Linked DNA regions of Arabidopsis thaliana: region 1 is linked to region 2. A link is a contact called in public targeted proximity ligation data. All regions are on one chromosome and are shown on one strand. The core of a region is the stretch at or near the end of the contact, and the rest is flanking DNA. Distances in the headings are between cores, read along the strand shown. Region 1 holds the start of FED A (2Fe-2S ferredoxin-like superfamily protein). Region 2 holds the start of NIK3 (NSP-interacting kinase 3).

What was found.
Region 1: a contact with region 2 is called in a targeted proximity ligation map of shoot, with 17 read pairs. A contact is called at or near these places in 6 of 26 Hi-C or Micro-C datasets (callus, leaf, root and 2 more), 2 of 2 datasets of targeted methods (seedling and shoot) and 1 of 3 other capture datasets (seedling).

The regions. Positions count from the first base shown.
Region 1 is chr1:22,440,280-22,446,986 of TAIR10.1, forward strand. FED A (2Fe-2S ferredoxin-like superfamily protein) reads left to right here and starts at 4,028. Exons shown (of 1, transcript NM_104775.3): 1 at 4,028-5,012. The coding sequence starts at 4,286. The coding sequence ends at 4,732. IRT3 (iron regulated transporter 3) reads right to left here. Exons shown (of 3, transcript NM_001333922.1): 2 at 6,624-6,681; 3 at 5,020-6,434. The coding sequence ends at 5,596. SNRK2.10 (SNF1-related protein kinase 2.10) reads right to left here and starts at 1,942. Exons shown (of 10, transcript NM_179503.3): 1 at 1,829-1,942; 2 at 1,498-1,655; 3 at 1,236-1,310; 4 at 1,031-1,132; 5 at 750-803; 6 at 556-648; 7 at 318-410. The coding sequence starts at 1,617.
Region 2 is chr1:22,382,884-22,390,219 of TAIR10.1, forward strand. NIK3 (NSP-interacting kinase 3) reads right to left here and starts at 4,883. Exons shown (of 11, transcript NM_104763.3): 1 at 3,943-4,883; 2 at 3,432-3,561; 3 at 3,275-3,346; 4 at 3,050-3,193; 5 at 2,870-2,941; 6 at 2,711-2,770; 7 at 2,535-2,626; 8 at 2,297-2,443; 9 at 1,869-2,210; 10 at 1,390-1,781; 11 at 510-1,059. The coding sequence starts at 4,048. The coding sequence ends at 718. ACLA-2 (ATP-citrate lyase A-2) reads right to left here. Exons shown (of 13, transcript NM_104764.4): 5 at 7,274-7,336; 6 at 7,145-7,196; 7 at 6,941-7,055; 8 at 6,750-6,831; 9 at 6,571-6,666; 10 at 6,381-6,482; 11 at 6,169-6,285; 12 at 5,964-6,080; 13 at 5,644-5,879. The coding sequence ends at 5,808.

The DNA of each region.
Region 1 (6,707 bases), core at 2,778-5,277, 57 kb after region 2:
TATAATTATCAATGAACAAACGCACTTAAAGAGTCGAGAAATGCAAAAAAGGAATGGCGATTAAATGATAAAAAATGGAAAAATAACACATTCTGGTCCTGGATAATTAAAAAGACATGTTTACTGCCCAAATCTATCAAGGCCACAGCAGATATCTGCCAATATGGGCGATACCTTCTTGATGTATAAACATATTATGCATGAGAAAAAGTTGAAAGAGCTACATTACTACGCAGGAAATTTTTTCAAACTATGATGTCTCTATCAAGATGCTAAGCATACTTGATATACTAATACTTGCAAACCAATAAGATTACCTTGCCATCATACTCTCCGCGAGAAAGAACCTCAGGTGCAATATATGCTGGAGTTCCAACAGTTGATTTGGGCATAGAGTGCAACAGTGAGGACTACAAAAGAAGAAAAATAGCTCACATGGAAGTGACAAGGGGCCTCGCAAATGGAGGGAAAAAGAAGAAAGAGGAGCTTGTTACAACAGGATAAATTAAGAAATCACTAGCACATTCAAGTGCATGCTGGAGATATATGGCAGACCTTGGAATAACCAAAATCACAGATCTTCAGGCGTGGAGCAGGACTTCCATCTAAGAGGGTATTTTCAAGCTTCAGATCTCTGTGGCATATTTGCTGTGACAATAAGGAACTAATGCAAGTAAAGGACTGATACCGCAGAAATTATGTATATCTGTGAAGTTAAAAAAACTTCGTAACCCATTTCTTTCTCTTACCATAGCATGACAATAGCTGACTCCTGAGATAAGCTGCTGGAAAAAGTATCTTGCCTGAAAACAAAGATGTGCACAAAAAGCTATCATAATCGGAGAAGCTGCTCCAAATGATTTACAACACATATTCCTTTTGCTTCCTGTACTACAAAACACAAATATAATTCTACAAGATTTCCGCTTTCCTTTCCACTCAATTAATCTCAGACCACAATACAACTCTGAAATTGATCATTTAGTACACCACCATGACTTAAAATCTTTAAATGCCAGGGGAAGCTCACCTCATCCTCACTGAATCTTCCAGCGCTACATATACGCTCAAATAGCTCACCGCCAGCAGCATATTCCATAGCAATGGCGATGTGCGTTGGTGTCAAAACCACCTGGAAATGCCACAACAGTGAACTTAGGATACCAACTTCCGCTGAGACTAATCACCATCGGTTTAAACATGACACCATGAAGCCATGGAAAAAATGCAGTTACCTCCTTAAACCGGATAATATTGGGATGACGAAGTGATCTGTGGTTAATAATCTCTCTCGCCACGTTCTCATCAATCTATTCACCAAAACAAAACCAGAAAAAAAAGGATTGAAAATCACATACTCAATCTTTGATCTTATAAGACAATGAACCAGTACTATGCTCACAAAAGTAAGAATCCCAGATAAACGAAGCAGAAGAACACTCCAACTTGCAAAATTGCACACGTAAAAGGAAGTAATTTGAGAGTTAGAAGAAGAACCTTAGGTCCACGCTCGATGTACTTCATAGCAACGAGTTCCTTGGAGTTTTTGACTCTCATGAGCCTCGCCACTCCAAAATTCCCAGCACCGATGTCTTTAACAAGCTCGTACTTGTCCATTTTCTCGTAGCGAAATCAAACAACAAGCCTAATTTCCACTACACAAAGTCACAAACCCAGAAAATCAAGGGATGCGATTCAGAGGTTTTTCGCGATGGCTAAAAAAGGCACAAAGTGATAGAATGAGATTTTGAAAGCAAAAGCGAAATTGTCGATATCCTTTTTTCTTATCCGTGAAGAAATTCCAAAAGAAGATATGATTACGAATTACAATGATGATGATGATGATGATGATGCCGTAATAATCTCCATCGTTCCTTGCTGGCTTCTTCTCTCGAAGTCACGATGGCTCTTATTTTTTTATTATTTAAGTAATAGTTTACTTATTGAATTATTTTTGGTTAATTTAAGAGGTATATTAATAAATGTGGGACCTACAAATTCCAATTCTATCGGTTCTTTAGTGACTGAGACGTCGCTATATGTGAAAAGGATATTTTAGTTGTCACAGAATTGCGTCTATTTCTTATTTTTTCATCTTTTTGCAATTTGCCGATTCTACGAGAACATCATTTGTTTATTGGATATGCTTTTTTTAAAGAATCAAGAGAATACGAAAACAACTTGTACTCAAGAATGTTTACTATAATTCTCTAGTGGATCTTTATAAGAGCTGGAGATTAGTTTGGATTTTATCTTAAAGTATCCAGTTATCAAAAAATGAGATTGTTAGGACTTTTTTTACCCGAGAGTATTTAGTTACAAAAAAGAAAGTTAGTTTAATATTAGATAAACTATAATTGCAACTAACGGTCAGTAGAAAGCTATATAAGTTATATAACGAATCTGAATATGACTTAGTTATCTTGTTGGATTGTCTAGATATGTTTTTGCCTTTTACGGAAAGATTCGATTTGGAACAACTTCTGAATTAACCTGAAAAACGTAATTAAACATTGACTTGTTGGTTGTTTGTAGAATGGTTGGTTTATACTTTCCGAATGTGGCTATGTGAAATCACATTTTGATTATATGTATAAAGTTGAGATATAATTTTAAAATTTGCAAAAAATTATTAGTTTTGTTAAAATAATAGGAGATGCAAACTAAATAAATTCTCTTCTTAACTAAAAAAGCAATAGATTTGTTACATTGAATGATGGATAGATTTGTGAGTTGTGACTTTGCTTAAGCTACCCCAACAGATAACGGATATATCATATAGATGTTGAGTAAGAAAGAAAAAAAAACATTTACGATTGCATTCTCGTAATGGGCTTTATGATTTTAAGGCCCAATAGATGAAGTAAGGCTAATGCACAACTTTAAGAAACGTAATTCTAGCAAGTGTTTATCGACTGCGTTGTAGGTTTCTTGTGTTCGTGGCACTATGGATTAGGTTTTAATATGGTTTCTAATTTCGTTGATTTCAGTGGCATAAGTCCAGTTGTTGCTTGTGGCAAACTGTTTCATGTACAAAAACACTTACATCATTACTAAATTATGTCATGGGTTTGGTTTCGTTAACAATAAGTCAATCTCCTTGATGAGTTTTATCTATATGATTATCTATTTGTCTATTTGCAACATGTAGTAGATTGAAATGGGGCTGCAAAATATGCTCTTGCAATTCCTAGTTAGATCTAGCTTTTGATAATACGATTATCTAATTTGTCATTTCGATATGATAGATAGATTGTTTTTAAAAGAGATCTCAACCACTTTTCTTTAACTAAAATAAAAAATTTAGTCACTTTTTATTAAAAATAACTAAAAAGTTTTAAACCTATCAGGACACTTCCATCAACAGTATTTAAAAGAGATATTTATTATTAAAATAATACAAAGTGGTGAAAAGAAGAGAGAAGTGAGAATCGTCTCTGTTTTCAGAAACTCTGAAAAATGTTTATGGCCACGTGTTTTTCCAGAAATGATTGATTTTATTCTTTTTATTAAAATTTAATACTTTATCTAAATTCAATTAAAATAAGCAATATTTTATTCATGAGAAACTCTTTTTTGAGAATCAACCGATGTAGATGGTCTCATACTCTACTTTGTTGATTGTGTTTAAGTTTCTGAGGATTTTTCTACTTTCCGACGTTATGCCAAGAGGCTGGTCTTCACTAGAAAACTACTTCCACCCAATTCAAGCAAGTATGACCTCTTCTCCCAACAATTTATTCATGTACTGAAAGGCCATTAGAAGTTGACTGAAGTGTGAAGGTGGAGATTATGTATTCACTTGTTGATTTGGTATACATTCTATGTAAGGTTCAATTATTTACGTTATATAATTATAATGGAGTAATTTACAGTAATTGGGTTAAAATGGTTTGATTCGGTCAGGTTGATACGGTTTGGAAGTTAAACCCGGCCTAGATATGATGTTACAACCAGTCCACATCTTTTATGATTTTAGTGGAACAAACGAAGAGTTATTTAGACGATACAAACAAGGTCCGAATAAGTGTGAGCTGTCCCAAGTAAGACCACGTAATACTCACCTCAACAAGATAGTGTTCTTAAAGTGTGTCAAACACAATCACACACACACAAATCATAAAACACAAAGACGATAATCCATCGATCCACAGAATAGACGCCACGTGGTAGATAGGATTCTCACTAAAAAGTTCTCACCTTTTAATCTTTCTCCACGCCATTTCCACAAGCCATAATCCTCAAAAATCTCAACTTTATCTCCCAAAACACAAAACAAAAAAAAATGGCTTCCACTGCTCTCTCAAGCGCCATCGTCGGAACTTCATTCATCCGTCGTTCCCCAGCTCCAATCAGTCTCCGTTCCCTTCCATCAGCCAACACACAATCCCTCTTCGGTCTCAAATCAGGCACCGCTCGTGGTGGACGTGTCACAGCCATGGCTACATACAAGGTCAAGTTCATCACACCAGAAGGTGAGCTAGAGGTTGAGTGTGACGACGACGTCTACGTTCTTGATGCTGCTGAGGAAGCTGGAATCGATTTGCCTTACTCTTGCCGTGCTGGTTCTTGTTCGAGCTGTGCTGGTAAAGTTGTGTCTGGATCTGTTGATCAGTCTGACCAGAGTTTCCTTGATGATGAACAGATTGGTGAAGGGTTTGTTCTCACTTGTGCTGCTTACCCTACCTCTGATGTTACCATTGAAACCCACAAAGAAGAAGACATTGTTTAAGCCTCACCTACTCACCAGCTTTTGATGGTTTAAAAATCATGTCTTTATAAATTTCACATTTTGGGTTGAGTTTGTTGTTACTAAAAACTATTGTTATCTGTTGTTATTGTTCCTGGTTTGGCTCACCATCAATCGATGACATTTTAAACTATGCAACTGCAAATTCTGCAACACTTTCGATGAGAATCTAACATTATCGTTTAAACATTGGAAATACATTTTCTTGAAGTCTAGCTAGCTTTGGTTTGTAGTTCTTATTCTGAACTCAACAATCATCAAAGTATCAAGAAAAATCCGATTTGCGAGCAATTGTGAAATCTTAGATTGATAAATTCTCTAGAAAGAACTATACATGTTATTTGTAGCTATAGAAGAAACTATGGAATCTTATACTCTAATTAAGCCCAAATGGCAAGAGAAGACATGAGTCCAGCTCCTAGGAACAACATTACATAAGATACAATTTGAAGCCTAAAGTTACACCTCATTTTTGTACTCAAGAAATCAGCAGCTATGAGATCCACTAAAGCCATGTACACAAGAATTCCGGCTGAGAGCGAGTCCAAGATACCTTCAGTGACCAATGCTCCGACACTGTGAGAATTGAAAGACGACGCCACTGCGGTTCCAATCCCGATCCCTATCGGGGTTGTGAGGGCGAAAAAACAAGCCATTATGGTCGCTGATTTGTTCCTGAATTGCGCTTGGGAGATGCATCCACCGAGCGCAAATCCTTCAAAGAATTGATGGAAGGATAGTGCTGCGATTAGAGGCCGGATTGTGCAAGGAGACTGAGATACTCCAAGGGATAGACCGATGATTATGGAATGTGACACAATTCCAAGCTCCAGAACCTAACAGTATTAGCACAAATTTTGGAGCTTTTTTGAAGAAACCCAAATAGTATTTGCAACTCTGAAAGAATCAGAAAAAAAAAGAACAGAGCTTTGTACCTGAGAAACAACGATATGCCTAGCTCCATTAACAGCATCCAAACCCCCGTGTACGTGTCCATGTCCGTGTCCATGCCCGTGCCCATGAGCATGAGCATGACCAATGTCGATTTTACTGTGTCCTTCACATGAATCATGACCAGGAGGATGACTATGTCTATGATGAGCAGCATGAGCATGAATGCCAACAATGTGAATCCCACCACTGTCTTCTTCACCAAACACTTTCCCATCATTCGTTCCTTCTCCAATCATGGGAACAACAATACCCGGTGATTGTTCACGGCCAAACGGTTCAACAGACTCACTAGCTTCCCTCTCTTGCTTCCGTTCATAGTACTGAGTCCCCATGAAATCCACAAACAGAGTGATCAAAGCAGCAATCATCGCAAAGAATCCCGGGAAAGGAAACTTAGACCAAGGGAAATCCGGTAAGCACGGGTTCTTCAAAGCTTCCGTGCCACCCGCCAACATATGAACAAAACCCGTGGCGAGAATCACACCAGCTGCAAAAGCTTTAGCAGTCACAAAGAGATTACCATCAGTTTGAAGGAAACGACGGTTCCTGCCAATGAGTGGTATAGTTACACCAGCAGCTCCAGCTAAGAGAATCGAAGCAATGGCTACAAATTTAAGTAGAAATGCAGCGGAATCATCACGACAAAGATCTGACTCGCTAGCATTGCAAAGGACGTTAGATGAAGTAGCAGCCATTGCCTCAGGAACTATCTGCAAAATGGACTCTGTTGCTGTTTTTAAAAAAAACAGAGGACCATTTAACAAATCAAGCATATCAGAGCAAATTCAATATTACATTAGTAAATAAACCTAGCAATGGATAAGAAATTGCGAGACTTTGAATCAAATCACATGTAAAGACATCAAAATATGAACCTTTAAGTCAAATGAAATAGTTGACGAAGTGTTCGATGAAATACCTGAGAGAGACTTTGTTTCTGATCCGAACAAGTATAGAGGAACCAGTTTCCAAAGAACCTAAATAAGAAAACCCAGAATCAGTT
Region 2 (7,336 bases), core at 3,633-6,132:
TGTTCGGTGGTTTTGTATAGTGTGTCTGAGGCGAAGTTTAATGCTTCATTACACGTTGACCGAATAGAGTTCGATTCTCTTTATACCGAATTATTTCGGTTTGGAATCTTTAATTTGGTTAAGTGATGAATATATGTTTAGGAATTTTGTTTTCCGGTTTACTCGGTTCAAGGTTTTAGGTTTTTCGGTTTTAGAAAAACTATATCAGAATTTTCTTTCGGTTAGTAATTAGTTTGAACCTTTTCGATTTTGTTTTGGTTTTGGTTTAGGTCAGTTTGAAAATCTTAGATTTGTTTCGGTTTTGCATTGGAGATAACATAGTTTAAACAAATTTAATTTTATTTAAGAATTACAAAAAGTTATACATGCAAATGTTTTTTTTATATACATGTTACAAAATTATTTTGTAGTCCTGAAACTTGATGTATTCAATTCAGTTTATTCGGTATTGAAATTACGTTTAGCTTACAATTCGGTTCATTTCGATTCAAAAACTTTCAGTTCGGTTTGATTTATATGCCATCCAAAATTCTTACCTCACTTTGAAAATTCAAATATTGAGTAATGTGGCAGGCTAATCAACATTTTCTTTTGCATTTCATATTTTTTCTTTACATAAAAATTACACACTCAACTTCACATCTATATCAACATTATAAAACGACAAATAAAAAACAAACCCAAGAAAAGAAATTTTTTAAAAACAGTGAGTCATAATCATCGAGGACCCGAGAGCTCAATGGCTTCTACTACAAGAGACGATTCCTGAATATAATCCGAGTAATACCTCACACGCGGCGAAGAACTCACCATCCCCGGTGGCAATGGCGGTGGCTGATGCTCACCAGTACCGTTCTGCGTCGCTTCCCATCTCTCAGCCAAACCGTCACCTTCAAGCATCTTCATAACTTCTGACATTTTCGGTCGATGAGATGGATTGAATTGAGTGCAGAGTAGCGCAACTTGAACGATTTCTTCGAGTTCTACTCTATCGAACTTGTCATTTAGATCTTTGTCTATTAACTGCTTTAGTTTCCCTTCTTGGTGCAGCTTCTTCACCTGCCATTTTTAACAATCTCATTTCTCAGACCAATAAACCAAACCAAACCAATTCCAGATCAAGCACAAAAACAGAACCAAACCGAATCCAAAATAACAGTTTAGTCTTCAAACTATACCGAATTCAAATCAAAGATAACAGAAAACCAAACTGAGTCTTTTATCAAGCACAAAAACAGAACCAAAATTTAGCCAAAATCACGGCTAATTTATATTTTGTTTTGGTTTAAGTTTTCTATCAAACAAGACTGAACCGAACCAAACCACAATTATGAACAATAGCTTCAAGATTCTAGAAAGTGAAACAAGAAACAGAGAAAAGAGACTTACCCAGTCAAGCATTACACCTTTCTGGTGTGCGGATCTGCCAAAATCAAGAGCTTTCTGACCAGTAATGAGCTCAAGGAGAAGTATGCCAAAGCCAAAGACATCAGTCTTCTCTGAGGACTGACCCGTGGATAAGTACTCAGGTGCAATGTGGCCAACAGTTCCACGGACTGCAGTTGTGACATGAGAGTCTCTATGGTCTAGAAGCTTAGCTAACCCAAAATCACCAACAACTGCTTCGAAGTCCTCATCTAACAGAATGTTAGCTGCTTTCACATCGCGGTGTATAATCTTCGGGTCACATTGCTCGTGTAGGTAAACTAGTCCTCTCGCTGTCCCAACCGCTATCTTCTTCCTTCTCGACCAGTCTAATGCTGGCTCTCCACGGATATTATCTAAACAAAAAATGTAGCAAGATGGAACTATTAAAAACTTGCAAAAGAGCATGAAGAAATTAGCAGTTTTTTTGGAAACTGCATTACCTTTTAAGCGTGATGCGACACTCCCATTTGGCATGTAAGGGTAGACTAAAATTCTCTCCTGGTTGCTACTACAGAAACCGCGGAGCCGGAGGAGATTGCGATGAAGAGCCAAACTTATAGTCTCTACTTCTGTCTGAAACTGGACTTCTCCACCCGCAATGTTACAGTCCTTGAGACGTTTGACAGCCACCAAAGTTCCATCGTTTAAGTGTCCTTTGTACACAATCCCGTATCCGCCTCTTCCGAGAATGTTCTTCGAGTTGAAATGATTGGTGGCAGATCTAAGCTCTTTGAATGTATACCTCTTCAAGTGCCCTAAACTCACTTCTGGATCATATTGTTCTGCAAAATATTAATCATCAAGATGCAAGTGTCAGTTTTGCTCTGCACAAAATGATGTGAAGCCGATAGTATTTCAAGATACTAACCATTAACGTCAAAAAATATTTGCTTGTTACGGCGATATCTCCACCAAAGAAACATTCCGCTTGTAAAGAAAACAAAAAATGCTGCACTGAAGCTTGCGGCAAATGCAAGAGCAACGTGATGGCCATTGGTACGAGTTCCTGATTCATCTAAAACAGAAAGAAGAACCAAAGATGGAAGTGATGAGATACATTGACGCAGAAGAAGAATAGGGAGCTATGAGAAGCAGATGCCTAATACCTGGACCATCTTGTGGAAGCGTGAGAGGCTCGGGAACAGCAGAACAGTTTGAAACAGCTTTTGGGCCACAGATTAACGCATTACCAATTACCCTTCAGTTTAAGAAGCCCAACGCTGAATCTTAGTTTCAGCTTCAACGGAAAGATAAGTTCTTGTATAAGTTTAGTAAAGCTTACTTGAAAGTTCTGGCAGAAACTTTTGGCAGCGAACCACTAAGATTGTTATACGAAATGTCGCTGCACATTAAGAATCAGTAAAAAGTAAGTAAATAAATATTCTCCCAATGTATGTTTTTCCACTGTGAACAATAGAAAAAGCAGGATTTAGAGACTTACACTAGAGTGAGTCCCTCAATCTTGGATAGAGACTCAGGGCAAGTTCCTATAAGACTGTTATTGTTTAACCGCCTGAAAATGAAAATGACAAGAACAGAACAACAGACCACTCAGAATTGAATTGGAATTTTATAAACATGCAACAAAAGAATCATTGTGAAACCGTAAAGGAGCACTCACAAGTAATTCAAGTTCTTGAGTTCTCCAAGTGAGGCCGGTATCTCCCCGGTGAATGAATTGTTCGAAAGATCAAGTGACTGAAGCTTCTCCAACCTCCCAATCGTTTCCGGAATTGGACCAGTGATTGCATTGTTTTGCAACACCCTAAACAACAAAACATTAAGCTCAACAAGAAGCAAAACAGAGAACAAGAATCACATATAGCAAAGACTAGAAAAATCTTACACTGATTGTAAATAGGTGAGGTTTCCGATTCTAGGAGACAATGTACCAGACAAGCTTTGGCTAGGAAGATCCCTGTTTCATTAAGAAAACAAGACAAGTCTTAAAGATCTATCTGGTTTTTTTAATCTAATATACGAGAAGAGAAGAGAAGACTCACAGTGAAGAGACATAGCCATCAGTGCAAGAAACCATTCTCCAGCTACAAGGATCAACTGAATTCACATCCCAATTCTCAAGAACTTTGTACGGATCATTCAATTCATTCTTCACAGCAACCAAAGCTGTCACTGCTCATTTCAGACAAACAAAAAGAAAGAAACTTCAGATTGAAAGAACAAATCTAGCCTCAAAACTCCTATGAATTATCTTATTGCTAAAGCTGCATTTTTCGAAATTGAAATCTTATCCAAGAAAAACCCAGTAAGCTTATATGCAGTATAGTTTCACAGAGAATGAAGTAAACTTGAGCTGCTATTGGCTAAGGTTATATGAGTCTGGTGAGCATTTAAAGCTGTGATATTTATTATCCAATAAAGAAACAAAAAAGAACCTAATCCACACAAACATTCACCAGAATTTTCGGAACAACTAAACAAAATAGACAAAACCAAAGATGATAAATTCATAGAGAAAAAAATTGAGATTTCTCCAAGAAGAAAAAGACTAACCTTCATAGTTTACACCAGTAGGAGAAAGTGTAGCAGAAGAGATATCAAAGAACCATACAAAAACCAGAAATCCTAATCTCCACACCACAAATCTCACACCTTCCATATCCCTTCTTAAAGCAATCAACTTTGGTCTGAACAAAAACAAGTTTCAAAGAACCCACCAACTCATTTTTCTCTCTCCCATATCTGAAAAAAAAACTTAGCTTTTGTCTACTTTTCTTCTTCTCTGTCTTTATTTAGACACAGAAACTAATTTGAGCAATCCATTTTCCAGCAATGGAACCTCTCTTTCTCTGTGATTTCAATTCAAAGGAAGTAAAAAGGAGAAGACCCCAATTGAAAAATGACGACTTGCAAGTTACTCAGCTTAGAAAGAGAGAATTTTTGAATGAAGAAACGATTAAGAGAATGAATGCTAAACGAGCTGTGACAAGAGATAGAGAAGAGAGAGAAAACTCTAAAAGTGTGAAGAGAATTTTCCCGAGAAACCAAGCAAAACAAAAGCACCAAAATGCTCTGAAAGTCTGAGAAATTTTCCTAGAGATCTGAAAAAAAAAAAGCTATTGAGTGATGAGTGATACTAATAGTGCTTCTTGGTTTATATTTTATATCATTTTTATGACTTTGGTAGTAGTTGTTATTGAATAACTAATCTCTATAACATTCTTAATTTTTTCAAAAAAGGTTTGCTTCTAATTCCACACCACTATTACCAAATCATCTAATCTCTCATCTGCCTACTCTTATCATTCACACCACCAATATAAAAAAGGAATTTAAAAATAATAATCATGAAAAGAAAGGGACCAAACAAGCAAAATCCAAAATGAAAATGCCAAAAAATCCACAAACACACACAGAAAGATACTGACAGAATAACAAGAAAAGAAGAGACTCTCTGTTTTTCTCACTTTTTTATAAGTTTTGTTAATTTATAAGCTTTTTATATAAAACAAAATTACTGTGAGGTAAAAAGAATAGTACATTTTTTTTGTTTATGTTTTCATGATTTCAGTTTGAATCCTTTTTATTTTCTGCTTTCGGACAAATGTTTCAAGAAAACACTTTAATATACAAAAATGTGATTAGATTGAAGAGATGGGTCACATAGATGATAAAAGAAAAAACATAAGAACAAGGACATCTCTCTCTTATTTTAATATTTTGCTTTTTAGAAAAAGTTACCGAGAAAAAAAAAAAGTTTTTTTTGATGGGCAGATCACGTTCATGGCCTGTCTCCTATCTTGTTGGCTTTTTCAGGCTTCAATTATTTTACCCCTTTTTGAGTTTTTGATTAAAGGATAACATAATACTTCTCTTTACTACACAAAAATGTAAGCGTAGACGAATTCGTTTACACAAATTTTGTAAGCGTAGATTATGTTTTGCCCACTTGGGATGGCTAAATAGATATTGCAATCTCTTTCCATGACCAGAAAAGGCCCAGCTCAATGAAAATATCCAGAGCTATCACTAAAAACGGGCCCTGATTAATAGAAAAATGGTCCAAATTTTTGAATAGCCAAGTCTAAAAATGGACATGTCTATGACTGTCGATATCCACTTCAGCAAATTGCTTGCATCGTGTGTAAAAGGCTTAAATGCTTCTGATTCCATATCGTTATTTCCTAGTAGAATTTTTGGAGTTGCTAGATAAAAGTTGATTAAATACGTTTTCTTCTGATCTAAGTCAAGAAGAAGATGAGAATCAAAAGAGAAAATACCAAGTAAGAAAAAAGAAGATACTTGTTCTTTATTTATGAATAGTAAGATACATTAGAAGTGAAACATAATCCAAACACGTCTCAAACTCAAGAGACGCTAAAGAGTATTTTGAAAGTAAGTGATAAGATTGTAAAGGCTTATGCAGCCGCTGTGATGTACTGGATTGCCTCCTTGCATATACCTGTCATTGTTGCTTCAGGACCATACACCTTGAAATCAAACAGACATGTAAAAACAGTTAGAAACTGATTAAGCGGGAATGTCTTGAGTTTATTCATTGTGTGTCTACATACCTCGATGGGGACACCGATTTCGTCTCCAAGTGATCTCATTTTAGCAAGTCCCTTTTGGTAGTTTGGTCCTCCTCTCCTCACAAATATATGCATCCTTGCTGCTTTCAGCTTTGCTTCCTGTAAACGGTTAAAGCATGGTTCATTTATACTTGTAGTCAAGGGGCAATGAAGTGTTTGTGGATGATTCTACTCTCTTCTTGCTTACTTTTTCCTTGAGAGCTCGGATTATGCCATTGAAGGTAGCAGCAACATCGGTGAAGTTAGCAATTCCACCTCCAATTACCAGAGCCCTGCTTTTTCCATCCGGATTCGCTGTAGCACACTGAAGAAGCAGTATTATCATTCAGCACCACGACCAAGTCAGGAGTGACTTTATTTTCAGATGCTTTATTGGCAGAAGTTAAAGCAGCATCTTACATCAATGACAACTCTGGCATACTGCAAAACCTCGTCTTCTTTGGGTGCTCCACTGTATTCAGCATAATTGCCAAGCTCAGATGCATACCCGAGATCTCCAACCTGGATAACATTTCAGTAAACACTTTAGAGGCTAAGGCTTCTAAGCAGAAAAATGCAGGAGATTCTCGGTGTTCATATAAAAACATACGGTATCAGCATAGATGACACTTGCACCTCCTCCAGCTACCATAGTCCAAATTCTTCCCTTGGGATTCAGAACAGTGAACTTCAAAGAGGCACTTGTCTGCATATACAAAAGGGTCATAAGTCATAGAGAAACTGGTGTTTCCAGAAGCGTCAATTACTCTACGCTTATTGGTATGATACCTTCTCATCTAGACCGTGGATGAAGCTCTCTGTTGAACTCATCACTCTTCCAAATGGCATGGGAAATTCAATGTCGCCCCACCTGCAAAACGTAAGAGGTTAATCATACCGCCCAAACTCTTGACTTATCATGACTTCTTAAAGCTCTTGACTTCGGAACAGTTGAAAAAAGTGGAAGAGTCAAAACTTACTTCTTAAAGTTTTTGAAAGCAGCGGTGTCATCAAGCTCACCCCTCATATCCAGAGGATAAGGCTTTCCATCAACCAATGTGAAAGGATTCATCTCCAAGAAAGTGAAATCAAGATCTGGTGTCAAAGAAAAAAAGAAGATAATAATAAATCTTCAGTTTTTGGTTCAGATGTCTTCAATTTGAATTAGTGAATATTTGGCATACCTTCGAATAGGGTAAAAATGACTTGAATAAAATCTTCAAGTTCCCCTTTGATCTGTACATGTTAAATTAGTAAGTCGAAATCACAAGTAGTTTGTTTCAATGCCAAACTTCAGTTCTCATTGATATTACCTCTAGAGGAAGGGTTGCAACAAGAGGTGCACATATCTCAAATGTCAGGGAAGCACCTGTTGG